Linked DNA regions of Mus musculus: all the other regions are linked to region 5. Evidence: chromatin contacts called from public HiChIP or PLAC-seq and promoter capture Hi-C data. All regions are on one chromosome and are shown on one strand. Each heading gives the region's core, a stretch centred on a gene start, on an enhancer-like site or on the middle of the called end of the contact. The rest is flanking DNA. Distances are from core to core; before and after follow the strand shown.

What was found. Promoter capture Hi-C pulls out the DNA fragments that hold promoters and counts their contacts. HiChIP or PLAC-seq counts read pairs in DNA pulled down with a chosen protein or histone mark.
Region 1: a promoter capture Hi-C map of hippocampal neurons shows a contact between it and region 5, with 5 times the contacts expected there. The contact joins the enhancer-like site here to the promoter of Mvb12b in region 5. A contact is called at or near these places in 12 of 39 promoter capture datasets (the 3T3-L1 cell line, 3T3-L1-derived adipocytes, cranial neural crest and 6 more), 9 of 115 datasets of contacts at active chromatin or transcription factors (SST interneurons, VIP interneurons, differentiating embryonic stem cells and 6 more) and 1 of 9 other capture datasets (embryonic trunk).
Region 2: a contact with region 5 is called in an HNF4G HiChIP or PLAC-seq map of pancreatic cancer cells. The contact joins the promoter of Rabepk here to the promoter of Mvb12b in region 5. A contact is called at or near these places in 3 of 115 datasets of contacts at active chromatin or transcription factors (astrocytes, microglia and pancreatic cancer cells).
Region 3: a contact with region 5 is called in an HNF4G HiChIP or PLAC-seq map of pancreatic cancer cells. The contact joins the promoter of Gapvd1 here to the promoter of Mvb12b in region 5. A contact is called at or near these places in 5 of 39 promoter capture datasets (the C10 cell line, cranial neural crest, hippocampal neurons and 2 more) and 7 of 115 datasets of contacts at active chromatin or transcription factors (astrocytes, bone marrow-derived macrophages, embryonic forebrain and 3 more).
Region 4: an H3K27ac HiChIP or PLAC-seq map of microglia shows a contact between it and region 5, with 5 times the contacts expected there. The contact joins the promoter of Fbxw2 here to the promoter of Mvb12b in region 5. A contact is called at or near these places in 2 of 39 promoter capture datasets (embryonic stem cells and stem cell-derived epiblast-like cells) and 2 of 115 datasets of contacts at active chromatin or transcription factors (astrocytes and microglia).
Region 6: a promoter capture Hi-C map of erythroid cells shows a contact between it and region 5, with 8 times the contacts expected there. The contact joins the promoter of Psmd5 here to the promoter of Mvb12b in region 5. A contact is called at or near these places in 1 of 39 promoter capture datasets (erythroid cells) and 2 of 115 datasets of contacts at active chromatin or transcription factors (astrocytes and embryonic stem cells).
Region 7: a contact with region 5 is called in an H3K4me3 HiChIP or PLAC-seq map of embryonic forebrain, with 2.9 times the contacts expected there. The contact joins the promoter of Hspa5 here to the promoter of Mvb12b in region 5. A contact is called at or near these places in 2 of 39 promoter capture datasets (cranial neural crest and second pharyngeal arch cranial neural crest) and 4 of 115 datasets of contacts at active chromatin or transcription factors (astrocytes, embryonic forebrain, microglia and 1 more).

What each region holds. Positions count from the first base shown.
Region 1 is chr2:34,669,805-34,673,674 of GRCm38.p6, reverse strand. No RefSeq gene overlaps it. Among named protein-coding and RNA genes, the nearest start is that of Gm34372, 33 kb to the right of the region's middle. Within about 2 kb of position 2,189, at least 152 of the 459 cell types and tissues checked have an H3K27ac peak or open chromatin away from gene starts, as enhancers often do. A contact at or near this core is called in SST interneurons, VIP interneurons, differentiating embryonic stem cells and 2 more, where this site is marked.
Region 2 is chr2:34,798,051-34,801,650 of GRCm38.p6, reverse strand. It overlaps Rabepk (Rab9 effector protein with kelch motifs), which reads left to right and starts at 1,739. Exons shown (of 8, transcript NM_145522.4): 1 at 1,739-1,900. The coding sequence starts at 1,883.
Region 3 is chr2:34,753,864-34,757,439 of GRCm38.p6, reverse strand. It overlaps Gapvd1 (GTPase activating protein and VPS9 domains 1), which reads left to right and starts at 2,208. Exons shown (of 27, transcript NM_001356441.1): 1 at 2,208-2,462; 2 at 2,881-3,174.
Region 4 is chr2:34,824,982-34,828,826 of GRCm38.p6, reverse strand. It overlaps Fbxw2 (F-box and WD-40 domain protein 2), which reads left to right and starts at 2,592. Exons shown (of 8, transcript NM_013890.4): 1 at 2,592-2,655; 2 at 2,757-2,865. It also overlaps a transcript of Gm34653 not described here.
Region 5 is chr2:33,886,102-33,889,583 of GRCm38.p6, reverse strand. It overlaps Mvb12b (multivesicular body subunit 12B), which reads left to right and starts at 1,638. Exons shown (of 10, transcript NM_175184.4): 1 at 1,638-2,264. The coding sequence starts at 2,190.
Region 6 is chr2:34,869,078-34,872,757 of GRCm38.p6, reverse strand. It overlaps Psmd5 (proteasome (prosome, macropain) 26S subunit, non-ATPase, 5), which reads left to right and starts at 1,796. Exons shown (of 10, transcript NM_080554.2): 1 at 1,796-2,008. The coding sequence starts at 1,836.
Region 7 is chr2:34,770,175-34,773,916 of GRCm38.p6, reverse strand. Hspa5 (heat shock protein 5) reads right to left here and starts at 1,827. Exons shown (of 9, transcript NM_001163434.1): 1 at 1,771-1,827; 2 at 1,471-1,688; 3 at 1,127-1,358; 4 at 610-747; 5 at 1-96. The coding sequence starts at 1,595.

The DNA.
Region 1 (3,870 bases), core at 940-3,439, 780 kb before region 5:
CACTTCCTGCCTGACCCAGACTAGGTATCCATCAGCTGCCTCTCATTGCGCTCCAGATGTTGCTGAACATCCTTGATAGCCTTGGTGGAGGCAAGCTGTGGAGAGACAGGCCCTGTCTACAAGGAAGGTCCCCAGAGAAGTTCCTTGCTTTCCCAGAAAGACTTGCTTCTGATTTGGAAGGAAGCTCCTGAAAGCCTGCTTTTCTGTCACAATGGTCGAGATTAAAACGTGACTCTAACTTGCCTAGAATTGAAAGAATCCGTCATCTCTTGCTAAGTTGGAGAGGTGTGTGTGTGTCTTGCATTCCTGTTCATGCTGACCTCACGAGTCTGCCTGCACCACTGAGGTCCCTGGAGTGGAGCCTGGTCTGAAGCCAATTTCAGGTGTGCACGTGCTGATGGAAGTATTGAGTGGGTAGTGAGAAACTGAGAAATATTTATCACGTGCTCATGCTGGGCAATCTCTAGCTTAGGAGATCCAAAGAAATAAAATAATAAAAATTTAAAATTTGGGTGTAAGTTTTTTGGCCTATAGACATCAAACTTGAAACACAGAGATCTTATTTCTGTCATCTGGGAACTCCACATGCTGCTAACACATGGAATTTTACGACACTCTCAAGAATGTCCAAAGTGAGTTTTCACTTTATCCTCCTTAGGTCTCCTGTAATTCATAGTTGTGAGAAGATTTCTGTAACTTAGGTCTGTGGACAGATGGTGTCTCTTCACCTGGTTCCTGGCTAACCCATTCAAGGGATCTGATGATGTAACCACAATCAAATTAATGGTCATTTTCTGGGGTGTGCTCCAGACATTGGGTCTTTAAGACAGGGTTTCTCTATGTATCCCTGACTGTCCTGGAACTTTCTACGTAGACCAGGCTGGCCTCCAATCACAAAGATACTCACTCCTGCCTCTCTCCAGAGTGCTGGGATTCAAGGCCTAGATTGGAATGTGCTCTATTGGGAAAGCTATGAGTGGTATCCATCAGTTTGGGTCCCAGGACCTAACAATTCTAGTGTCCTCACACCTCTGTGGTCCCAGCTCAGAGGCTTAGATGAAGGACAGAGGAATCCAAGTCTGAGGGAGGATCCTGGGGCCTGCTGGCTTCCAGACTAGTGAGAAAACAGGGACCCTGATAGAGGACACCTGATGCCCAAGCATCCGCCTAAAAGCCACAAAGACACACAAGGCAGTCTTAACAAAAGTAAAGCAGCCAAGCCTGCAGCTGCCGGGAAACATACTCTGTCTGCCTTTGCGAGTGAGCCTATCTTCCCGATAGCTCCTCCAGCCTCTCACTTGTGTTACCTTTGTCTCCTGTAAATATCCTTGGAGGACCAGTGACACCTTCATTCCCTCTCCAGTAAGGTCTGGCCCCCTAGTGCTCCTGCTTGCCTGCACAGTCACAAGCAATGGTCCCCAGATGTTTGCTGCTGGGAGTGGATAGTATAAACTATCTTTTCTTTCCAAATTCAGGCAAGACCTGTCACTCAGTGGGATCCCACCTTTTGGAAAGATTATGCCCATAGCCTCTCCTGGCTCTGGTGGGCTGTGGGTGGGCTGTAGCTGGCTGCAGATCGGTGCATGTGTGTGCAAATGGGCTGTAGTCAGTCTGCAGGTGAGCTGTGGGTACATTTGCATCTCGGCACTTTATACGTGCGCAGTGAAACCCAGAGGGCCTGCACCGACAAGCCACATCCCTTACCCAGGAGGCAGGACTGGGACAACCGCGACTGGATATAAACTCTCCAGGGTGGGGTTGCAGGCTGCGCATGCGCTGGTCGTCCCTTCCTCTGCTTCCGTGCTGGGTCTCGAAGCCACTGACTGCCACATAAAGTGGGCCTGCTGGAAATGACCAAATGAGGAGCCGTAGAACCCAGACCGTCCGTGCCCGGCTCCCTCTGTATCATGTGTAGTCCACGCGAGACCCCAGCGCCCGTGGGGCCCCCGTGTCATCCGAGCGCCTGTTTGTAGCGGTGTCCAGCACATCGACGCATCTGCCCATGAAGAACGCAGTTGTAGCCCTACTTGGTCAGGTTAGGTGGCATCTGCTGATGGCTCTGTCGAGATCTTGCCCTTGTCCCCTGCTTGATTCCTGTCTGGCAGCTTTCCTCCCAGCCCACGACCCCCACTCCACCCCCGCTTTGCCGCTCCTTGGGTGACATCTTGTGGCCAAGGACAGGTACAAAGCAATAGCTGTGAGGCGGCCTTGTGAGTCTGAGCTTAGCAGTCGCTCCCAGCTTCCAGAGCATTGAAGGAACCCTGTACCAGGACAGCACTAGACAGACACCCCCCCCCCAAATGTGCAGCTCCCACGGTACACAAGCGAATACAGCCGGCGCCTCCTTGTCCACCGCGTCGTGTGAGATGGTCATTACCAGCTATGAGGCTTCTCTACGACAACTCCGTATCAAAGTTACTGTCCGGCCATCGACATCGATGTCCATCGCTCAAGGGCTCCGATCATCATGAAAGACCTAGCAGTACAGTCCCGACACCGGGGAGCCTTCACACCCCGTTCTGCAGGGGCTGCTGCTGGGGAGTGCTGCGTCTTCAGTCACAGTGGCACCGCGCACTCTGAGACCATTTCATCTGTCAAGAGTGGTGACCACGGGCTGCTGGTGAGATGGCTCAGTGGGTAAGAGCACCCGACTGCTCTTCCGAAGGTCAGGAGTTCAAATCCCAGCAACCACATGGTGGCTCACAACCATCCGTAACGAGATCTGACTCCCTCTTCTGGAGTGTCTGAAGACAACTACAGTGTACTTACATATAATAAATAAATAAATCTTTAAAAAAAAAAAAGAGTGGTGACCACATGTCCCTCCCACAGTGTGGGCATCGCCATGAGCCCCACGGTCCTGGTTTCCCTGTTGTTGCTGTGAGAAAATACCCCGACCAAAGCAAGTTTAAAAGAGAAGGACTTTATGTGGCTTACAGCTCCAGGTTACAGTCTGTCGTAGTGGGGCACTCAAGGCAGGAATGCCTCTTATGCTCCTTTTCCCGCTCCTGTATAGGGCCCAGCCCTTGAAATAATGCCACGCACATTCCACCAAATGGGTGTTTCCACCAAAGTTTCCAAACAATTGGATTATTTCCAACAAATAACCCAGCCACACATACACAGGCAAGTGCACTGGCCAACCTGATTGATTTAGACAACCCTTCACCTTGATCTTCCCAGGTTGACTGTACATTGTGTCAAGTTGACAATTAAAACCATCACACCTGCGGAGGCTAGAAATGATGTGGGGGGGGGGGAGGGGGAAGCTTATCAAAGCTGTACAGAAAATGGAGGTCATACTCTCTAGCTCACCAGAACTGCTTGAGAGGCGTCCTCCAGTGAATACTTCATGAAATAATTTGACTATAGCTCTACCTTCAGTTTTAAATGGTTGTATATGACCTAATATTATGAATAAAATTTATTCCTTACTCATGACTATTTGAAAACACTCGTTTTTTAAAATTTACATGTATATGTGTACCTGTGTACCTGAGCGCATGTCTGTGCATCATGTGTGTGCAGTGCTCATGGAGGCAAGGAGAGGGGGTTGGATCTCCTGGAACTGAAGTTACTGATGGTTGTGAGCGGCCATGTGGATGCTGGAAATCGAACCCAGGTCCTCTGGAAGAGCAGCCCGTGCTCTGCTGATGACTTTGTTGTTGGTTTTTGAGACAGGGTTTCTCTGTGTAGCCCTGGCTGTCCTGGAGCTCAGTATATAGACCAGGCTAGCCTCCTGCTTACTAGAGATCCATCTTCCTCTGCAGTCCTCAGTGCTGGGGTTAAAGACTTAACACCACCATTCCCTGCTGTGATGGCTATTTTTAGGAGAGGGAAGGGAGGGAGGGAGGGAGGGAGGGAGGGAGA
Region 2 (3,600 bases), core at 490-2,989, 910 kb before region 5:
AAGAATTTGTCTTGGTTGGTTTGTTTGAGTCATCTTTTTAGCCCCTTGACTCTCATTTTTAAAAACAGAATTCAAACATCCCTCCAAGAACTTAGAATGTGATTTCTAGTCTAAATGAATTGGTTTCTACAATGTAAACCATCTGATAGTCCATTTTTTCTTGATAATATACCCTTCCAGCATGGCTTCTTGGTGTAATCCAAACCAAAAGGCCCAAGGCACATTCTGGAGCTCTGAGAAGGACTCGCTGTCTAAATATATGTTGGGCACATGGCAGAGCCAACCTAGCCCTGATTCTCTCCAGAAGGAAAGCAGAGTGAGGGGCTGGCGAGACGGCTCAGCGGGTAAGAGCACTGACTGCTCTTCCGAAGGTCCCAAGTTCAAATCCCAGCAACCATATGGTGGCTCACAACCACCCGTAATGAGATCTGACACCCTCTTCTGGTGTGCCTGAAGACAGCTACAGTGTACTTACATATAATAAATAAATCTTAAAAAAAAAAAAAAAAGAAAGCAGAGTGAGTGCATACCTCTAAATTCTTTGGCAGTCTATGGGAGCTTTCTGATAATTACAGGCAATCACAAAGACTCAGGTATTGGAAATATAATGGCAAAGTTGTGAAGAGAGCTGTAGCCCAATTTTACTTTGTCCATGAATTTTGGTTATATTTTCAAGTAACTAAATAAATAAATTGGAGTGGGAGCATTGTAAATCTTTTCTGTAAATCACAGCATTTGTATGGTGGAGGCAGCAGAATCAGGAGTTCAAGACCATCCTCAGGTATACAGTGAGATGGGAGGCAAGCCTGGACTGCATGAGACCCTGTCTCAAAATTAAAACCCAAGTTTTTCTTTTACTTGCACTAGTAAATTCTCTAGACAGCTGTGTTCCGATATTGCTATTCCCATTCTATCTATGAGTAAACTAGGGTTCAGAGAGGAGCAGACTCGTCAGACATTTCCCATTTAGTGCGGGAGCTTGTTTGAAGCCAGTCTGTCTTCCCTCTCCCACTAAAGACACACTACTTCTGTTTCTAGGCTGTCTTGAGTTCTGAGGGAAGTTAGTGAGCTCAGAGTATGGTACTCTGTTCACACATAGGCACATAGGCGAGCTATCTTTGTTTTAGGAAAGTCACGGGGCACCTATAGCTAGGACATAGATCAGAGAGGATGCAGATGAAGCTGTCAACAGAGGTAGTTTGTGTCTAGATAAAAATAATCACGGCTTTTACAAAGGACCAGCTCTGGGCCTCCATAAAAATTCCCGACTACAACCTCTATGGAAATCTTAAAATTTGTGTGTCGCTGAGAGAAGACACCAAAAGTATTAATAACTTTCCCCAAGAACATACAGTGTCAATGAACTTTTTATTCTTCAGCGTTTACAATAGGACCTCCTAGTTGTCCTTCGTGTTTAATCTCTCTGCTCAGCCTGTGAGCTCCCGGAAAGCCCAGGGCCTGTGGTCTGGAACGTGCTGTAACCACAAACAGCGATTATGGAAATAACCCGCTTTAGGATCCACAGTTTGAACCAACCTCAAACCTGCACAGGCAAAACCTAGCATCCTATGGCATGCAGGAAATCTCACTCGGGAGCCTGAAGCAGAATTCAAGGTCAGCCTGGCTTACGTGAGTTCCAACCCATCCTTCCCCTTCAGAAGTCACTACTAAGGACTGCTGTAACAAACTCCGTCGGGACCCGAAATTGGAGTTATGGACCGGATGCCAACCAGTACGCAGAGTTCCGGGAGGCCCTGACTAAGTTTGGCGCGTAGTCCCGGAGACCCGGAGGCGTAGAGCGGTTGGCCTGGACGCGCTTCCGGGACTGGGGAAGAGGACGGGCTCCTAAGCTCCGCCCCATGGGTGGAGCCACGTCCAGGACATGCGGGGGCTGCGGCAGGTAATAGGTGCTGGGCTGGAGGTCTCTTAAGGCAGTAGGCTTGAACTGGGTGGGAGGGGTAGTACCCATGGTCTCCGGCCGGTCAGTTTTGGGGAAAGCTGGCAGCCATTTCTCCCTGACCCCGACTTCTTTCGCGCGGAGATGTGGCCGGCAGAGGGGACGCAAAGGAGGTGGCTAGGAGAGTCCCCGCCACGCCGGCCCCTCTAAGCTCTGGGCTGACCCTGTGGTCATTAGCCTAGCCCGCTTGTGGGCCTCATCGGCCCAACTCTCCTTTAATTCCCTTTCTTCATTCGTTTGTCCTTCACTTCTACACTCTGCAGGTCCATTGGTAAGTTATCGGAATGAATCAGAAGGCCGGACATGCTAACATTTTGGAATCTAGTTTCGATACTTTTCTGTTACTTTTATTTTGAGACAAGTCTCACTGTGTAGCTCAAGCTGGCCTCTGCTGCCTCAAGCCTCTCTAGTGCCATGTAGTGCACCACCATGCCTGGCCGATTACAGACTTTTAAATAGATAGTTACATTCAGGGATGTAAGGGTGTAGTTCAATTGGTAGACTGCCTGCCTATCGAGAACTTAGCCCTGGGTTTGATCTCCAGAAGGCATAAAAAGGTATGGTGGTGTTTGCCTGTAATTCCAGCTTTTGGGAGGTGGCAGCAAGAGAAGCAGAAGTTCAGGGTCATCCTTGGCTACATAATGAGTGGGGGCTAGCCTAAGGTACATAAGACCGTGTCTCTAAATGAGTAATGAGTTTAAAAGAAAAGATAATTACGTTCAGAATGACTCCTGTAATATGGTGGTTAAATGGATACAGTCATATATATTGTGGTCTAAACCCAAGTCCTGATTAAGCCTTCCTGCCGAGGGTGTATGTGATGTATATTGCTAATCCCTGAGGCAGGAGCAGTAACTTGAGAGACTGGAAAGGGGTAATCTCTTTAAATAACCTTTGAAATTTTCTGGGACTTGAACCCAGAGCTTTGCCCATGCTAAACAGACACTCTACCACAGAGCCATGCCAACTCCTTGAAACTGGCTTTAAATATCCACTAGCAGTGTGAAAATTTACAGGAAGGAAAGATAGGGGCGGCAGTAATTACCACAGAATGCTTGTTAATTTTATTAAATTCCCACTGGGTGAGGCAGTGCAAGTTATGAAAGTCAGAGGAGCAACAGAAAGCCCAGTATTGCAGGCAAGGCCCCAAAAAGCCACAGAGTGAGATCCTGTCCGAAAATAACAGCAAAAAGATAGAGACCAGAAAACTTGGTTTCTATGGCATGCTAGGGCCAAGGTGAGGCAGGGTTAGCCCTAGATGTCCTAGAACTCACTATGTAGACTAGGCAGGCATAGAAATCACAGAGACCACATGCCCCCACCTCTGCCTCACCGGTGCTGGGATTAAAGGTGTGCACCACTATGCCTGGCTCTCAAAAAAAAAAAGTTTAAATCCAATTTTTAAGTTAGCCTATAAAACAACATGTCTCATTATGCCGTTTTCATATGTTCTGATTTGCACCCGCTGCATGGCTGCCTTCCTTGACACCCTGTGAGTTCTTTATTTTGGAGGTGGTTCTTTCGGGTTTTGTTTGTTGTTTTTGTTTTTGCTTTTCAAGACACGGTTTTCCTGGATAGTCCTGGCTGTCCTGGAACTCACTCTGTAGACCAGGCTGGCCTCAAACTTCAGAGATCCTCCTGCC
Region 3 (3,576 bases), core at 959-3,458, 870 kb before region 5:
AGTCAGAACAGCTTACCTTTCATGAAGATCCAATAGGAATTGGCACTGCTGTGGTCAGTTGAGACAAGGTCTTGCTCTCCAGGCTAGGCTGGCGTCAAATTGTGATTCTCCTGTCTCAGCCTCCTAAACACTGACATTACCTGTATGTACCACCATGCCTAGCACGATTCAGTAAGAATTTGTGACTGTGCACAAATAATTGATATGCCTGTATAGTGTGGTTGGTGGAGTTGTGTATCAGAAAAAAAAATGCCTTTGGATAGAATTCATTGTTTTTATTTATTCATTCTTGAAACAGAGTCTCAGATACCCTATGCTTGCTTCAAACTCTCCATTTTCCTCTTTCCATGTTCCAAATGCTGCCATTACAGGTGTAAACCACCACACCCAAACAATAGTAAGGAAAAAATTATCACCATGACAAATTCTAGAAAGAGCATAGTTGCTCTCCCTACAGAGCAGCACTATTTGCTAAATTCTGATAATTTTTTTTCCCAAATTTATTTATTTTGACCATATATTTTGCTTTCCCACATGTAAAGTGTGTTGAGTGTAATAGCTACTTCACAGCCTACTATAACAAGAGTCATTGTGGTAGTGATTTGGGTTTCTGGTAAGAATGTTACATTCTTTGGGAATGCTGAATGGGAAGATTAAAAGCTGTCTGTCTAGGTCAGGCACTCCATCTGTAGGTGACAGACAGAACAGGGCTCAGGCCAGTGAACCGAACATTCCTGTTCTCGTTGTACTTACAATGCACAATCTACTTACTTCATAACTCTTAGCTTCTTTAGAACCCTTCCCTTTCTTTTTATTTATGTATATTCATTTATGTATTTACACATTTATACATTCACACAATTTATTTGTGTGTTTGTTTGTTTGTTTATGGGGGGCAAGTTTTTGCCACAGTGGTGGTCAGAAAATATTGCAGGAGTCATTTATCCTTCCTCCCCTATGTGGGGTGTTTGGTGTCAAACTCTGGTGGTTCGGTTTGGTGGCAAATGCCTTTACTTGAAGGTTTCCTTTTGTGTCTTTGAAAGCCTTTCTTCAAGCTGGGCAGTGGTGGCACAAGCCTTTAATCCCAGCACTTGGGAGGCAGAGGCAGGTGGATTTTGTGCTCTGGAGCTCTGGAGCCTTTGAACACAATCTTCTGTTCAAGGGGGTTTTCCCTTATGCAGTCTACAAATTTTATATCCTCCCCCTCTCTTTTTCTGGATTTTTTTTCTTTTTCTTTTTCTTTTTCTTTTCCTTTTTTTTTTTTTTTTTTTTTTTAAACAAGATTTCTCTGTGTAGCACTGTCCTGGAACTTGCTCTGTAGACTAGGCTAGCCTTGAGATCTGCCTGCCTGTTTTTGCCTCCGCCTGCCTGTTTTTGCCTCTTGAGTGCTGGGATCCTGACTCATCTACCTTGGAATCTAGTCACAGCCAAATCTCTTTTCCTTTCTTTCTTTTCTTCTTTGGCCTTTTGAGACAGGGGCTCTGTATAATCCTGGTTATCCTGGAACTCTGAGATTGGTCTGATTTTGCCTTCCAACTGCTGGGATTAAAGTCATGGGCCACAAAACTCAGCCTAGGTCTTGATTTCTTAATTCAATATGGTCTCTTTCTCTGGAATCTCATAACACTTTGTAATTCTTCATAGCACTTTGTAATTTAGTTTATTGTTACAAAACTCAATCTATGGGAGATACTCTCCACTTTATATTGTAAATTGTATCCACTTGCTTTTTCATCTGGTTGGTGCTTTGTACAATGTAACAGACCCGACTGATAATCTTTAATTGAACTCTGTTGAATGGCAACATGGTACCAAAGACATTTTACTTGATACCCACAATGCTATTGTAACAAAGTAGCAAATAGGAAGCAAATTGTGACAAAAGAATTTCCTTTTGAGGCAGGGTCTCAAAGGATAGCTCCCGCTGGTCTAGACATCCTGTGTAGCTCAGGCTGGTTTAAACTTTTGTCTAATTCTGAGACATTTGCTTCAGCCTCCCAAAGGTTTTAGATTACAGGTGAGAGCTACCATGCTAGTTCAATTCTGATGATTTTTAAAGGAGGTGTATGGAAGACGGGTGGAAAGCTGTCTGGGATCTGATTTATGTTTGAATAGTTGGGAAGATGAGTTTTCACTTCCCCCTCCCCCCACCTTGGGGGCGGAGCATGAGACTCGTGGTGTTGCAGGATATATTCATTGTCTTCAATATTTTAAAGGGCTGTCAAGTGGGAACCAATTCTCCTTGCTTCCAGGCAGAATAACTACCTGCAAAGGGAGGAAAGACAAGGGAAGCAGATTTCAGCTCAGCAGAAGGCAGAACTTTCTAACATTTAGAGCTGTGCAACAGAGAGGAGCAGGCTGTACTCCTGAGAGGTAGTGAGCTGATACTGGAACATCCGAAACAGAAGTGAGACGTGGAGGCCATTCCTGCTTGGGTGGGAGCTGCACCGATGACCTTTAAGGTATGTTCTAGCTCTAAGGTTTCTGGGACTGTTCACTTCTGCTAACTTGACGCGTCCTTTCATTTTTTTTTTTTTTTTGAAAAAACAAAACCGACCTAAGCCTATTTAATGTAACACAGTTTACAGTTTATTTAATGTAATGTTATTTTTAAATAACACAGTTACAATAAAAATCGACAAAACGAGAAGTGGGAAATTATATTTATAAGTTAAAAATGAAGATACCGTCCAATTGGCATAGCTTTTAAGTGAAAGGGGAAGAGCGAGAGAGAGAGAGAGAGAGAGAGAGAGAGAGAGAGAGAGAGAGAGAGGAGAGAGAGAGAGAGAGAGAGAGAGAGAGAGAGAGAGAGAGGCTGGCTATTGGATGATGTTCCGAGCAAGAGAGGAGTGTCATTTTTCTTCCACCCGTCTTCTCTAGCACCAGGTACACGGAGACGTGAGGGCGGAGGATCGGCGTACAGGTCCTGGCAAGGCGGTTCGCGACCGGGAGCGGAAGGGCGGCCGTGGTCCGGACCACCGATCCCAGGGGCCCCCGCGGCGCCGCGCACGCGCACTGCTGAGGGGGCAGCGCCGCCGCAGGAGGCAGGGAAACCGACTGGCGATCTGTGGCGGCGGCTGGGCGGCGGTGGCAGTTCGCAGCGAGGGCGACGGCTCCGAGGCCGAGAGGCAGTCCAGCGAGGACCTGGGCGCCGTCCTCCGCATGACCTCACCGGTGAGTGCGCGTCCCCGGCCGGTCCGCACCGCGTGCCCCGCCGTCTGGCCTAGCACCGCAGCCCGCGCCTGACGGCCGCCCCGCCCCGGGCCCCGGGCCTGCCCCGTGCCCGGCGTCGCTCGGGTGGGAAGCCGCGCGGCCGGGCCCCGCGAGAGGGGTGGCGGCGTGCGGGTTCCGGCAGCCTGCCTGAGGCGGCGGGGACACAGGGCGCATGGGGGGGATGGGGTGGGAGCGCGACGGGGCGGGAAGGGGCGCAGTAGCGCGGGTCGCCTCTGTGGGCGTCCGGGGCAGGTGGGCAGCCGAGCCCGGGAGGCCAGGAGCGGACCGAATGGCTTGGGAGCGCCGCCAGGGACGCGCCGGACGCTCCGGGCTGGGGACGCCGTGCACCCGCAAACGCGCGCC
Region 4 (3,845 bases), core at 1,343-3,842, 940 kb before region 5:
CCCTTAAAGTTTAATTTAAAGAAAAGCACTGTCAGACTAGTAAAAATCATTATTAGTGCTAATGATAAGTTATTTAAATCCTTACTGAAAGCTACCTGTCTAATATTCACTTCATATGAATAAGAAGCTGGGGGAATGTGACAATTTTGACTCCCTAATTAACAACTGTTGGGTTCTGCCTTGCACCCTCAATGCCTTAAGCAAAGAAACTATTAGTCAAATAGCTAGTCGATACTACCCTTACGCCAGCGCCTTGAACACTCCGAGGATGCCTTGAAAAGAATGCACAATTGCAGATGATTGCCCCAGATCCAGAAGGTACAACCCATCAGGGTTCTAAGACACAGCTTGTACCAGATTCCTGGCTATCCCAAGCATTAGTGAAATTAGATGACCTTGAAATTAGATGACCTTGAAACTATTAGTGAAATTAGATGACAGGTGGGGCACTTCTTGAGCCTCAAAGCTTCTCTGACTGCTATGACTGGTTCAAAGGAGAAAGGCTGAGATTGGCCCAAACATAAACTTTCATAATTGTGACTGATTCAGTCCCTTCTCTGGCTGTGTAATCAAGAGTGTTGCAATCAAGTCACTCAGATGACTGGGATTGGCTGGGAGACAGTGTCCTACACCTCTCCCCCTCCTGTTGCAACATTAAGCCTAGTAAAAAGCCTGTCTCACCAGTGATCCCACCAACTCTCAGTACCGTGAACTGGTTACACAGACAGCAGAGAAAGGCTTACTGATGGCAGATGGGAAACTCATGGTGGCAGCAAGAGAATCAGTCAGCATGGAAAACTTAGAAAGTGACAGCTGGAGCAGCAGCAGAGAGGCTTCAGAGTGGTCAGGAATGGAGGAAGGACAGAAGAAATAGAAAGCAAGAGAGGGCTGAAGAAGAAAAGTTTGTAACAACTGAGAAGGGAGACTGTGGGTCCTGCTCACCTCCCCAACCCGGAAAGGAGACCTTGAGCTCTTGATTATGCTACCTCTGCCTCTAAAGTGCTGGGAGTATGCACCCGGGCCACTATCTCTAGCTTGGTTGTCAAGTCTTTAAAGCCAAGATTCTCAGGGATTGTGGGCCAAGAGTTGCAACACTAGCAGGCGTTAAGGGCTAAGGAATTAGATCTACAGATCTAAGAGATCTAATTAGATCTAAGAGACCAGACACCCAAGGCTTGTATAAGAACTGTTAACTCCTTCTCCCTTTCCTCCTAGCATTTGCCCTTCTCGCCTTGTTGCTCTGGCGGCTGCTGTAAAACAAGGGAAAACAGGGCAGGTGAGATGGCTCAGTGGGTGAGAGCACTGACTGCTCTTCTGAAGGTCTTGAGTTCAAATCCCAGCAACCACACGGTAGCTCACAACCGCCTGTAATGAGACCTGACGCCCTCTTCTGGTGCGTCTGAAGACAGCTACAGTGTACTTATTTATAATAACAAATCTTTGGGACTGAGCGAGCGCCGGTCTCACATAGGGAGCGGGGTTGACCGGAGTGAGCAGAGGTCCTAAATTCAATTCCCATCATCCACATGAAGGCTCACAACTACAGCGTACTCATACGCATAAAATAAATAACTCTTAAAAAAAACCCTAGCCGGGCGTGGTGGCGCACGCCTTTAATCCCAGCACTCGGGAGGCAGAGGCAGGGGGATTTCTGAGTTCGAGGCCAACCTGGTCTACAAAGTGAGCTCCAGGACAGCCAGGGCTACACAGAGAAACCCTGTCTCGAAAACCCAAAAAAAAAAAAAAAAAAAAAAAAAAAACCCAAGGGAAACAAAAGCTTTAAATAGGAAAAACAAAAACAAACAAACCAAAAACTGGGCAATGATGGCGCACACCATTCATTAGTCCCAAGCTATTGGGAGAGGCAGGCAGATCTTTGAGTTCAAGACCAGCTTGGTCTACAGAGCGAGGTCCCGGTCAGCCAGAGTTACAGAAAAACCTTGTCCCATCAAACAGACAGGCAAAGCTTTCACACAGCAGCATTTATAGAGCTTCTTGCTTACCACTTCTATCTGGGGGGACTAAAGGCTTCACGCTAGTTAGCTGATATGTAACAAGCGCTTCGGAGAACAGCTGTCTCCGTGGCTAAGTGGCCACGTTTGGACAGCGTGCATGTATGTCCTGGGATTCGAGCTTAACCCAGCCCCTACCCAACTCCCTTACCATGTTTTGTCCTTGCTTCCTGCAGTATACTTTGTTATTTGTCCTGTCTTCCTCCTACGACTAGACATAGACCTCGCGCAGTTAGGGATTTGTTCAGCTGTGTCAGAATCGTGTTTGGGAGGTGCCAGGTGTCAATGGGCTGTTTGAATATCGTCACATGTGGATTTGGAGCCTTAGCCCTTTCTCTCCTGTGAAATATTACCCTAACTTGGTTAAAAAAAAAAAGTAGATGAGGAAAATAAACATTGTGCAAATCTAGAGGTCCACCTTGCTCAGGATCATAAGGTGTAAGCGCAGACGGTGGTACAGCACATGTTCGGCCCTTTTCCACAGTCGGGGCCATTCTTTCCCAGGTACTTGGAGGGCAGAGACGGAAGTAGAGCCGCTTCCGCCCGACGCTGGGCGCCGGAATGGCGCGCGGAGATGACGCAGCAGCACCGGAAGCCGCTCCCCTGTGAGGCTGCGGACCCAGAGCAGCGGCCGTAGGTCCAGGTCTGTATTTGCGATTGGCCGGGCCGGGCTGGACAGGAATCCCCAGCGCCCGCGGCGTTACTGACCCGCCGCCCCGGCCTGTTTTCTCCCTTTCCCCGCAGGCGCCATGGCTGTGGAGCGGACCCGGCCGCTGCGACGCTCTGGCGGCCCGAGCGCGCCTAGTCGGTGTGAGCCCGGCGCGAGGTCCCGGGCCCCGGGGCGCTCGCTCAGGTCAGTGCCGCGCGGAACACGGCTCCAGGAGCAGGGGACCAAGGGAGTCACGAACGGGCTGAGAGACTCGGAGTTAATTTTAGACAGGAAAATTAGAGCTAAGAGTTCCTGCCTTCTGGTGCTTCGGTTTTTCCTAGCCGCGAAACGAGTTAACATTGATGCCCCAAGGCTAGCACTTTAATTAATTAAAGATGATGAAATGTGGACAGGTGGTTTATAAAATGCAGAACGTAGTAGTATGTGTAGGAAGGCACCATGCTTGTGTGTATGCCTTGAAAACAGGTGTGTATTTGAGATGATGCTTCTTTTTAAAAGGGGAGAAATGACAGTATTAGTACTACATTATAACAGTAACTGGCATTTATTGTAGGCTTATAGTGTGCCAGATACTGTACAGAACGCTGTTTAACCCTAACAATCTTGTAGGTAAAACAGTACCAGGCGACAGTTTACAAGTGAGGAAATTTGGCTTGAAACACAAGAAATGATTTGCCCATGGTTACCCAACAAGTGAAATTTCAGAGCCCGTGTTTTATAAACATTATTTGTATTCTTTCAAAGGTTTAAAAGATTAGTCTCTAAATTAATGGCTTTTAGGCCAAGGGTGGTTGTGGACTCCAGCAGTCCCAGCACTCCAGTCTTGTGAATTGTGAGACCAGTCTGGGCTTCACTGCAAAAGCCTGTCTCAAAAAACAAAATAAAACAAAAAGCAAAACAAAAAGGAACAGTAAAAACAATTTTCTAAATATCACAAGCAAAAGGAGGAAAAGATCTTTACAATAGTGTAGTCACATGGTTTTAAATACAAAAAGATGTTTTGTTAAAAGGGACTTCATCCCTTTTCTTTCCAGTTCTCTCTTGAAGCAATATTTAATCAGCTTCCTCAATATTCACAGAATACTTTTCTGTACACATAATCCTCTGTGTAGACCAGACTGGCCTCAAACTCACAGAGCCTGCTTCTGCCTCCGAGGGCTGGG
Region 5 (3,482 bases), core at 389-2,888:
CTTTCATACAGCTATTCCTGTTGTGGGGACCCCCAACCATAAAATTATTTCACTGCTACTTTATAACTGCAATTTTGCTACTCTTATGAGTCATAATATAAATATCTAATATGTGAACCCCACCACCCCAGGTTGAGAACCACTGTAGAAGAGTTTGAGCTGGTTTTAACAGCCAAGTGGATCAGAAAATGCTACAATTTTATTTAATAGGCAACAGCTATGTATGTATGTATGTATGTATGTATGTATGTATGATGTATGTCAGTGTCTTAGTCAGGGTTTCTATTCCTGCACAAAACATCACGACCAAGAAGCAAATTGGGGAGGAAAGGGTTTATTTGGCTTACACTTCCGCATTGCTGTTCATCACCAAAGGAAGCCAGGACTGGAACTCAAACAGGTCAGGAAGCAGATGCAGAGGCCATGGAGGGATGTTCCTTGCTGGCTTGCTTCTCCTGGCTTGCTCAGCTTGCTTTCTTGTAGAACCCAGAACTACCAGCCCAGAGATGGCACCACCCACAATGGGCCCTTCCCCCTTAATCACTAATTGAGAAAATGCCCCACAGCTGGATCTCATGGAGGCATTTCCCCAACTGAAGCTCCTTTCTCTGTGATAACTCCAGCCGTGTCGAGTTGACACACAAACCAACCAGTACAGTCAGATATGGTGTTGATTCTCATCATGGGTAGTTAACGGGTAGGCTTTGGGGAGAGCGGTTTTCTTGGCCCAGATGATTCTGGGAAATGGCTGCCTAAACAAATGAACCAGGCTTTTGTTTGTCTTGTCTTACTATGGGACTTCCCAGAAGTGTCCATAGAGTCTCCCAAAGGTGGACAGATGGGTGTCACACAACACTTACTTTGTTAGACAGCAAGCATTCTTCATAAAATCACATATATTCAGGTCTCTAGGGATTGGAACTCTGCACTTGAGTTCTTGGTGGTGTTATCTCTGTTAGATCTTGATATCAGGGTTATGATAAACCTGGAAATATGTTTTTTTTTTCTTTTGCCTGTAGCAAGTTTTTGTTGGAGACAAGGTCTCTTTTCAAATCCTCTGTGGCTTTCGGGCAACTCACTATGTAGACCAGGTTGGTGTTGAACTCACAGAGATCTGCCTGCCTCTGCATCCCAAGGGCTGGAATTAAATGGAGCACCACTGTGCTGGGCTCTGTACCAGTTAAGAACACAGATTGTCTGTTTCCTTATGGTGCGTTTGGACTTGTTATAAACCCATTTGGATCAGTGGTGTTTCTGAGTGACACAAGTACCTGGATTGTATGCACACATTTGAGAATTGTCCCCACGGGATCTTTTCCTTGACAGCCTGCTTGGCACCATTTGCTTCAGGAGCTGACTATTTTGGAAAAGCACAGGATGTGTGACTATGAGTCCCGATGCCTGAGCAAATCCAAGCCGGCTACCGTGTGATCCTCTGTTTTAAATATCCCGTTTAGCACATGTCCCCTCCAGGGCCTGCAGGCCTGGCTGTGTAGGGGCAGGTGGTTCAGGGATCAAAGGCTGCTGATGCCTCCTTTTCTTACAGCCTGAGGGTCCTGCTCCATTTCTTCCTGACTTCTGTACCTTTCCCCAGGCACTGCAAGGGCAGGCATGCTACACTAGATCCCTCCTCAAGGCTTGCCCCCAGGCCTCTGTGGGTAAATCATTTGCCCAGCAAGAGGGGCAAGCTGAGACCTGCTCTGAGAGTGGGGTCAGTCTGAGGCCCGGCTGCACCGCATTAGGTTAGCCGGATTGTGGGCAGAGCAGAGGGGATCGCCCCGGGGTGCAGTCAAGCCTACAAGGGACAGGTGGGAAGGCGTCTCTGCAAAGGGCCACTCCGGGCCTGCAGGCCTGGGTGTCAGAGCGTCTTGCAGGGACCTACAGCTGGGCTGAGCGGTGGACGAGGGGGACGGCGAGGCCTAGCAGAGCCGAGCGGAGGCCGACTGGGGGCGGGGACCGAGGGCACCGGGGGCCACAGGGCGGTGCGCTCCCGGGCTCCGCCGCAGGCTGCACGCCCCTCCCGCCCCGGCCCCGGCCCGAGCCGCTGCTGCCGCCGCCGCCGTCGCTGCCGCCGCCAGGCCGCGCCCCGCCCCTCGCCGCCGCCGCTCCCGGGGAGGCTGCGCTCGAGCTGCGGCGCCGGCTGCAGCCGCCTGGGCCCCGGGCCCGGCTCCTCCCGCGCCGCCCGGGCGATGAGAAGCTGCTTCTGCGTCAGACGGAGCCGGGACCCGCCGCCGCCGCAGCCGCCGCCGCCCCAGCGGGGAACAGTTAAGTGAGGCCCGCGCGGGAAGACGGGCGGGGACGGGCGGGCACGGGAGGAGCCGGCCGGGCCCAGGCCTGCGGGCGGCTCGCCCAGCCCCGCGTGGGGACAGGCCCCGTGAGGGCGGCCTCCGCCCGGCGCGGTGCCGCAGGCTCTCGGGGGGCTCCGGCTCGGCCTTGCGGCGGGAGCGAGCTGGGGACTCGAGTCGCAGCAGCGCTCCGAGGGTGGAGCCAGGTGAGGGGCGACGATCTCCACCGGGGCACACGCTGGGGACAGTTCCCTTGACTCGCCTGGCCTGGGGTCCGGCTCTCAGCTGTCACGTGGGTGCGGATGAGCGCGCACCTGACCCTCAGACATCATTACCTGGGGGCACCCGAACTGTAGGGCACCTGTCTGCAAGGTGACCAGCCATCCAGGAAGCGTGGTGGGCATGTTGATTAGCCTCCCCTTGCAATGACTCCAGCCAGGGCAAGTGAAGCCCAAGGGACTGATTAGCACCGCACCAGGGACCACATCCTCAGAGACAGACACAGTGAATAAGGTAGAGCCAGGAGCATCTTTGTTTTCTTTGTCTTTAGCACACAGCTGTCCCTAAATTATCAGCCTGTTTCTTCTGTCCCCTGACCCCAACGACCTGTTCAGCAAGACAAGGCAGGCCCAAGGCAAATGGCCATAGCCCCTACTCCCTGCCCCCACGGGAGACCCAGAGCGCCTGGATTTCAGCCACATTGGCAGACAGCAGGCAAGGCTCCTCTTTCAGGGCCTTTGTCTCTGGTGATGCCTTGTTGGGGTAATCGCCTATGTTTCCCGACAGCTGGTTGGATCCTATCTCCCTTTAACAGGGCTGGCGAATCTTATCAGCTGCCTTGGGAAAGTTAGAAGATAAGCCCTATAGAAACCTATACTAACTGAAAAACTCCAAGCAGACAAGAGGTTAGTTACCGGGGATGGTGTCATCTTTCTTGCCAGCTGGGAAATCGTTTGGGGGTGCTTTGAGAACTTGTACCACACTCATATTTAACGGGGTCTCTCTGAGAATTACGGCTACTATAGGGACCCGGGAGATTGACTGACAGAGTGTCAGCTGGGTCATTGAATATAAAATCACCCTTTCTTGTTTACATCGCCCATTCCCTCCTCTGGTATTTATGTCCCTGTTACAGGCTAAAGACCTTTGTCGTGCCTGTATTGGTAGACCTAGACTACTCTAGAATATTATTAAAGT
Region 6 (3,680 bases), core at 547-3,046, 980 kb before region 5:
AAGTGCTTGCCACCACACCTGAAGAATTAAGTTCAATCCCAGAACCCAAATGATGGAAAGAGAGCAAGTTGCCCTCTGACCTCCACACATATTGTGGCATGTGTATGTCTCTATGTGCCAGCACTTAAGACTATGTGCCACGGTGTGGCATTCAGAAGACAACGTGTACGAGTCAGCTCTCTCCTTATACCATAAAGAATGGAACTCAGGTCTTCAGCTTGCCAGCAAGTGCCTTTATCTGCTGAGCCATCTCAAGCCAGGATCCAGGGCAATTGCAACCAGTGAGGGCTGAGGCCTAGCATAGGCAACATTCGCTTTGCTTAGAGTCATCTTCAGTCTGTGGTTGCAGGGATTGGTCTTCTTGTCTATGGATATAGACTCTTGGCTCACTTTTCCCAATATTATTTTTAACCAAATCAATTCTCCATTCTTTTTAAATCTCATCAGCTCTAGGGAAACGTGTGTGGCCACTCACAACATACTCCTAAGTTTCTCGCAAGCTTTAAGAATGACTGGCTATGTGTCATCTTTTTTTTTTTTTAAACTTCTTTTACAACTACTAAAAGTAGTATAAGGCTGCTGTGTTACTTAAGTGAGTTTTCTTTTTCAACGCAGGGAGCAAAGTGGTCAAATGTCTTCTTGATATAATTCCTGAATGTCTGGAAAATATTATGATCCAAGGGCTACAGAAAACAAGCCCCTGGGAGTTTGGAGGGCTGGGGAGGAGTCTGAATGCCTGGGACTTCTGTTCATAATCACCCACACCTTTAATTCAAGAGTTTTCTCTGCCAATTAGCTTCTAGGCTTCAAGGGTACGATAATCGTGAAGTAACGAAAAGAGAAGACAACGGTTAGTGACAGTTCTCCGTGTGTATGACATAAAATGGGGAAACGGGTAGTTTAACCTTTTCCAAAAGAGTGGGATTAGGGTCTTTGTAAAGTCGCAGAGTTTTATTGTTGTCACCTGAGTCCCTGACATGCACGCGCGAACACACATACAGATGGGCATCCCATCCTTAGTCTCCTCTAAGCTTCCTGGATTTTTGTCTCTTTCCGTAAAAGAACAGGAAGCCATGCGTTCCAAAACAGACTCATCTCCTTGGCACAGGGGACCAAATGAGGTCTACAACTCTGACCAGACATTCCAACGGCTTGAAATAGTTGGTTGTCAACTAGCTTTTAATGGTTCTTCTCCAACAACCCCGTGTTTCGCAGATGGCAGCGATTTTTAAGCTTCTCTCCCTCTCTCTCTCCTCTCTCTCTTTCACGAAATATATATAGCTTGTCCTTGACCACTGATTTCCATCAGACACTTCTGTGTGCATTTGGTCTCGGAGTCTGAGGCCAGCCCCTCCATGGCCTGCTCCTTCTCTCCGCACTAAATGCTATGTCTGTCCTTCGGTGATTACGTCACGCGCAGACTCTGGAAGATGCCGAAAACTTCCTGCACATCGGCCCCAAACTTCTCTTAATCAGGCCTTCCATTGGCTGACAGACGTCAAACCGGCGCCCCACGTCCAAGTTTTCGGGGACCATGTGCCTCATCTTGATGGCCACCTGGCCTCGGACTCGGGTTCAGTCATCCCGGTTCCGTCACGGAGGCCTCTGCGGAGAGCGTGCACAAAGCCTCTTGATCCCCTGGGCGGTCTCAGTCTCTTAGTCTCCCGGCACGCGCAAGACTCCGGGCCCCAAAGAAAGGGGCGGGGACCGCGTTGAGAAAGGATCTCGCGAGACTTGACAGATCTGCTGGGAGGCTTCGCTCCGTAAGATCTCGCGAGATTCAGAGAGGCGCTCTGGGAACCTAGTAGGTGGGCGGGCAGACGGGAGCCAGGGAGATGGCGGCGCAGGCTGTGTCGCTCCTGCGGGAGGTGGCGCGGCTGGAGGCGCCGCTGGAGGAGCTTCGTGCGCTGCAGTCAGTGGTGCAGGCTGTGCCGCTGCACGAGCTTCGCGAGCAGGCGGCGGAGCTACGCCTCCGCCCGCTGTTCTCCTTGCTTAACCAGAACAATCGGTGAGAGAAGCACCGGGCTTGGGCGGGTAGGGATGGCTGCAGGGGTCTTTCGGAGAAAAGTCCAGGTTGTCCAATTGCAAGATGTCCACAACTGTGTGTTGCCCGGGTCTTGACGGTTCTCCTCTCCGGAAGGAATCTTCTGCTGATATTGTGGCGGGGTCCACGGCACGCCTTTTAATTTCAGTATCCAGTGAATGCTTGTCCAGTGGAATTAAAATGTACGGAATAACAGATTTGTGAGACAGCAAAACTTTAAACTAGAAACAACCATATTAATAAATCATTAAGGACATAAATTATTGCTGCGTAACGTTGCGCGGCCGATCTGTGTATGTATGAAAGTGTTGAATGTAAAAAAAAAAAAAAAGGAAAATTGTAAAGCTTATGTGTAAATTAATCCACTATATACCCCTTACAAGCGAGAGTAAACTGCATAACCCAGGATTATATGTAGAAGTTATTAATGTGCAACTGGAATTAAAATGTTAGGATAGCAACTTTTGATGAATATGCATCTATAGCATTAAATTAGAAATGTCTTGTATTTGTTAACTTGATCATTTAATGTGCTTTTTGTATTTGAATTTTAATTTGAAAAGATAGTGAGCTCCAGTCAGTCAGCACTGAATGCTTTCAGTGCGCTTTCTTACCTCCCTTCTGCTACATCTCTTACTCCTGCTACGTCTGCTAAGTTGGTTTTAACAGTCAGTATTTTAGTGGTTATTTTCCTTTTCTGACTAGCCCTCACCCTGCAACCAGAACTAATGTCTCAGGTCAGTTGGCTTAGCTTGTCTGTGGAAATCATGATTGTATAGTTTGGTATTTGGGCCCTTCCTGGTAGCTTTCCAGTCTGCTTTTCCAGGCTACTCTCCTTCATTTACTCCACTGAGCGCATCTGTTCCACTACCGTGTTACCATCACTAACGTTCCTAGAGCATGACTTGGCACTTTCTGAACTCCTCTCACACCAGTTCTACTGACTGTGGACCCAGCCCATGTGCCACCTCCCCAAAAAAGTCTTTCTCCAGCTGCAAGTGGCTCTTCGTCAGACACCATAATGACATTATCATTTTTCTGTTTATAATTCTGGATACCTTTCCCTTGTTATAATTCTGTGTGTGTCTTTGTGGTTAGGAAACACATTTGTTCCTCTCTGCATCTGCCCTGAAGTACAGTTCAGGAAATACATGGTAAATACAAGATGAGGCCTACAGCCTTTAAAGAAGGTACTGGGTCCAGTTTTGTTAGTTTGTTTTGAAATAGGATCTTGCTGTATAGAGCTTGTCTTAAACTCAGTATGTAGCTCAGGCTCTCTCCCAGGGCTTCTCCCTAGCCGGCTTTTCATATTGAAAATGAAAAGACTCTGAAAAATCATAGTGCAGGTTGGCAACAGGAACCAAAGTTGGGAAGTTTGGGAATATAGTAAATGGAGAAGACAGTTTGCTGCGTGCTGGGGTGGTATTCTAGGAAGCTTTTTGGTTGTTTTTTGTTTTTTTTGAGACAGGGTTTCTCTGTATAGCCCTGGCTGTCCTGGAACTCACTTTGTAGACCAGGCTGGCCTCAAACTCAGAAATCCGCCTGCCTCTGCCTCCCAAGTGCTGGGATTAAAGGCATGTGCCACCACGCCCGGCTTCTAGGAGGCAGTTTGAATGGGCACTTAGAGCTGGATATG
Region 7 (3,742 bases), core at 578-3,077, 880 kb before region 5:
CATGACATTCAGTCCAGCAATAGTGCCAGCATCTTTGGTTGCTTGTCGCTGGGCATCATTGAAGTAAGCTGGTACAGTAACAACTGCATGGGTAACCTAGAAGGACAACCGTGCAATCATACTTAAAGATGATTGAAGTACATGGTGTTCTCACTTCTGTCACTCTTATCAACTAGTCAAGCCACAACAGTTTCTAAGTCAGTTTACTGCTATATCATACGCTTTTGTCATTAGAATTAAGCAGTGGTAACTCATAAAGGCTGACTAGCATATACCTTGACCTCCCACAAAACACTAAATCACTAAAAGTTAAGATTGAAAGGTTTCTGGGGCTGGTGAGATGGCTCGGCAGGTAAGGGCACTGACTGCTCTTCCGAAGGTCCTGAGTTCAAATCCCAGCAACCACATGGTGGCTCACAACCACCCATAATGAGATCTGACACTCTCTTCTGGTGTGTCTGAAGTCAGCTACAGTGAAATTATGTATAATAATAAATAAATCTTTAAAAAAAAATTGAAAGGTTTCAAACCATGAAGGCTTCCCTACACAAGTCATCGAGGGGGAGCAACAGCAATCAAACACTCAACACTGTTTCACACGTTATTCACCTTCTTTCCCAAATACGCCTCAGCAGTCTCCTTCATTTTAGTGAGAACCATGGCAGAAATTTCTTCTGGGGCAAATGTCTTGGTTTGCCCACCTCCAATATCAACTTGAATGTACGGTTTAGTTTTCTTTTCAACCACCTATGGCATAAAGTAATTTAAAGGTAATTTTTCCGAAGAGGAAACAATGACACCACAAACGATTTAAAAAAAAAAATCCATTTCCTCCCTCCCATAGCTTGATTCATCTCTGTCCCTTAGGGGGAAATCACAACTAAAACTGAGCACAGCTGTATTGTAGATAGATCGACAGTTTTAGTCTGTTTCAACTTCTAGACATTGTTAACAGTGTGTCATGTTTTATAACACACTAAAAACGACTAGATGTAAAACCGTTACATAAATTCCGAACACATTCTTTTAAGTCCTTTGAACAGTGTTTTTGGCCAAGTGGCAACCCCTAAATACTCCTATCACCCCAGCCGCCCCATTAGCATGAGAAAAAAAAAACGGGTCCGACCTTGAATGGCAAGAACTTGATGTCCTGCTGCACCGAAGGGTCATTCCAAGTGCGTCCGATGAGGCGCTTGGCATCGAAGACCGTGTTCTCGGGGTTGGACGTGAGTTGGTTCTTGGCCGCATCGCCAATCAGACGCTCCCCTTCAGGAGTGAAGGCCACATACGACGGCGTGATGCGGTTGCCCTGATCGTTGGCTATGATCTCCACGCGGCCGTTCTTGAACACACCGACGCTGACGGGGAAACCCCACAGAAAAGGAATCAGCACCTCACTTTCTCACGCTGGCCCCGGAGGCCACGCCCCACTCCTCCCCACCCCCTCCTCCTTCGACGGATACCACTTACCAGGAATAGGTGGTCCCCAAGTCGATGCCGACCACCGTGCCCACATCCTCCTTCTTGTCCTCCTCCTCGGCCCGCACCGCGCCCAGCAGCAGCAACGCCGCCGCCACCACAGTGAACTTCATCATGCCGGCGCTGAGGACCAGTCGCTCAGCAGTCAGGCAGGAGTCTTAGGAGTCCAGCAACAGGCTGTGGCCCCGAAACGCGACGACGGTTCTGGTCTGAGGGCGACAGGGGCCTCGGGGTCAGGAGGAGACACGAAGCAGACTCGGAGCAGGCCTAGCAGCAGGCCGCGGCGCTTACCTCACACACACGCAGAAGCCCAAGTGTCCAGGTCAGTGTTGTCTCGGCCAGTATCGAGCGCGCCGTCGCCGACTCGCCTTATATACCCTCCCCACAGCCCCGTCGTGGAGGCCTCCGATTGGTGAAGTCGCTACTCGTTGGAGGCCGCTGATTGGTCCATGCCACCAAGCTGGCTGCTGCCGATTCGAAGCGGCCTCCTCCGCAACTCACGTCATTGCTACGCCCCCCGGGCTGACTCATTGGCTACTGGTCATTCTTAACGGCCACCAATGAGAGGCAGCATCCGCCCTGAGCGCTGGTCCTATTGGTTCAGCAGCTGCCTGTCCTTCGGGTGACCTCTCACCCCGAGACCGTTTCCGCCGGTAACCGTTCAGGTCCTCCCCTCACGCCAGGCCCCCGGGGACTGGAGTGGGGTCTGCGTGTCAGTTCCCTCGGGGTCTCCTTTTCTGTCTCTCACTCTGAAGAAGTACGCGGCCTTTCTCCTCCTCGATTCCCCGCGTCCTGAGCTGCCCGGCCTCAGCTGTGATCGCCCTCCCCAGCCTCCACACGTTCTCGGATGTCCCAGAGTCCAGGCCCTGTTACTCGCCCGGCCTGCACGTCTCGAGCTGGGGCCTGATCTGGATTCTGCCTCGCTGAGAATCCTGGTGCTTCTCAGCTAACCGTGTTTCTCCTTCACCCCAAGGCTAGCCGTATGTGTCTTTCCAGGCCTTTCGAATCTTCCCTTTGCCGGGGTTAAGTCCCAGGATTGGCCTGGCCAATTGTAACCTATTCCCTTTCTCCGCCGCGGAGATTCAGTACTATGGTCAAACGAGCACTTTCCACCATGAGATGTATCTTTTCTTCTCTCTCTCTCTCTCTCTCTCTCTCTCTCTCTCTCTCGTAGCGCCTTATTGTTCGCTAACCTGTTCTAGCATAGCATTTCCATTTATGACACTGGTTATTATTTATAAGTCCTTCCTCTTTCCCTCTTCCTTCTTGACACCACCCTATTCGACTCTTGGAATAGGGCTGATAATGCTAAAGACGTTTAGCAGACAAAAAAGTCTTGCTGATGCTTTACTCTTTTATAATAGTATGTTGGGGGACAAACAAAACAAGTTACTACTTGAGCTTATTATGTACTTCATTGTTTTGTTTTATGTATTTTGAGAGGCATTGTACACAGGCCCAAGCTGGTCTATAACTACTGATCCTCCTATGTGTTTTCCATGTGTCATTTATTCATATTCAAGTCTTGGTACATTTTTCCCATTTTCCAGAAGAGACCATTGAGACCAAGAGCGATTAAATAGCTAGAATGGTCGATTGATAAGTGCTGAGAATATAGTTAATAACCCGGTTGATTTTACTCCATAATTTATACTATTGATTCCCACCACCACCACCCTTTTTTGTTGTTTAAAGACAAATTTCATGCACCCCCAGTCTTCAAACTGTGTAGCAAATGACTTTGAACTTCTGTTTCTTCTATCTATACCTCCCAAGTGCTGAGAACTTCAGGCATAGGCATGTACTACCATGGGACTTGCATCTATGCATGCTACACAACTGACATCTGTCTCCAGGCCTGGAGCTCAACATGTCCACCAGGCTGGCCTTGAACTCTCAGGTCCACCATCTCTGCACCCCAAGTCCTTATAGACATGCTTATGAAGGCTACTTGGGCCATTTATTACAGGCAGGAAATGACTCCAGTATTCCTATTAAATGTATTCTGAGCTTCATAAGTACACTGTGCAAATACTACTAAAACATCACACGCACAGTCACTAAAATGTTGAGCCTATGAATCAGTGTTCAGGAATTTTTTTCCTTTCTCATTCCTCAAAGATTAGTGACTCAGTCAACTCCATCCTTGCTATAGAAGTTGCATCACACAGCTCTTTCAGTCAGGCTTGTAATACTGTCATAACATTGATCTTCCTTTGGGTTGCATCAGACTAGTATTAAGATAGAATCACTAAGCCCAATC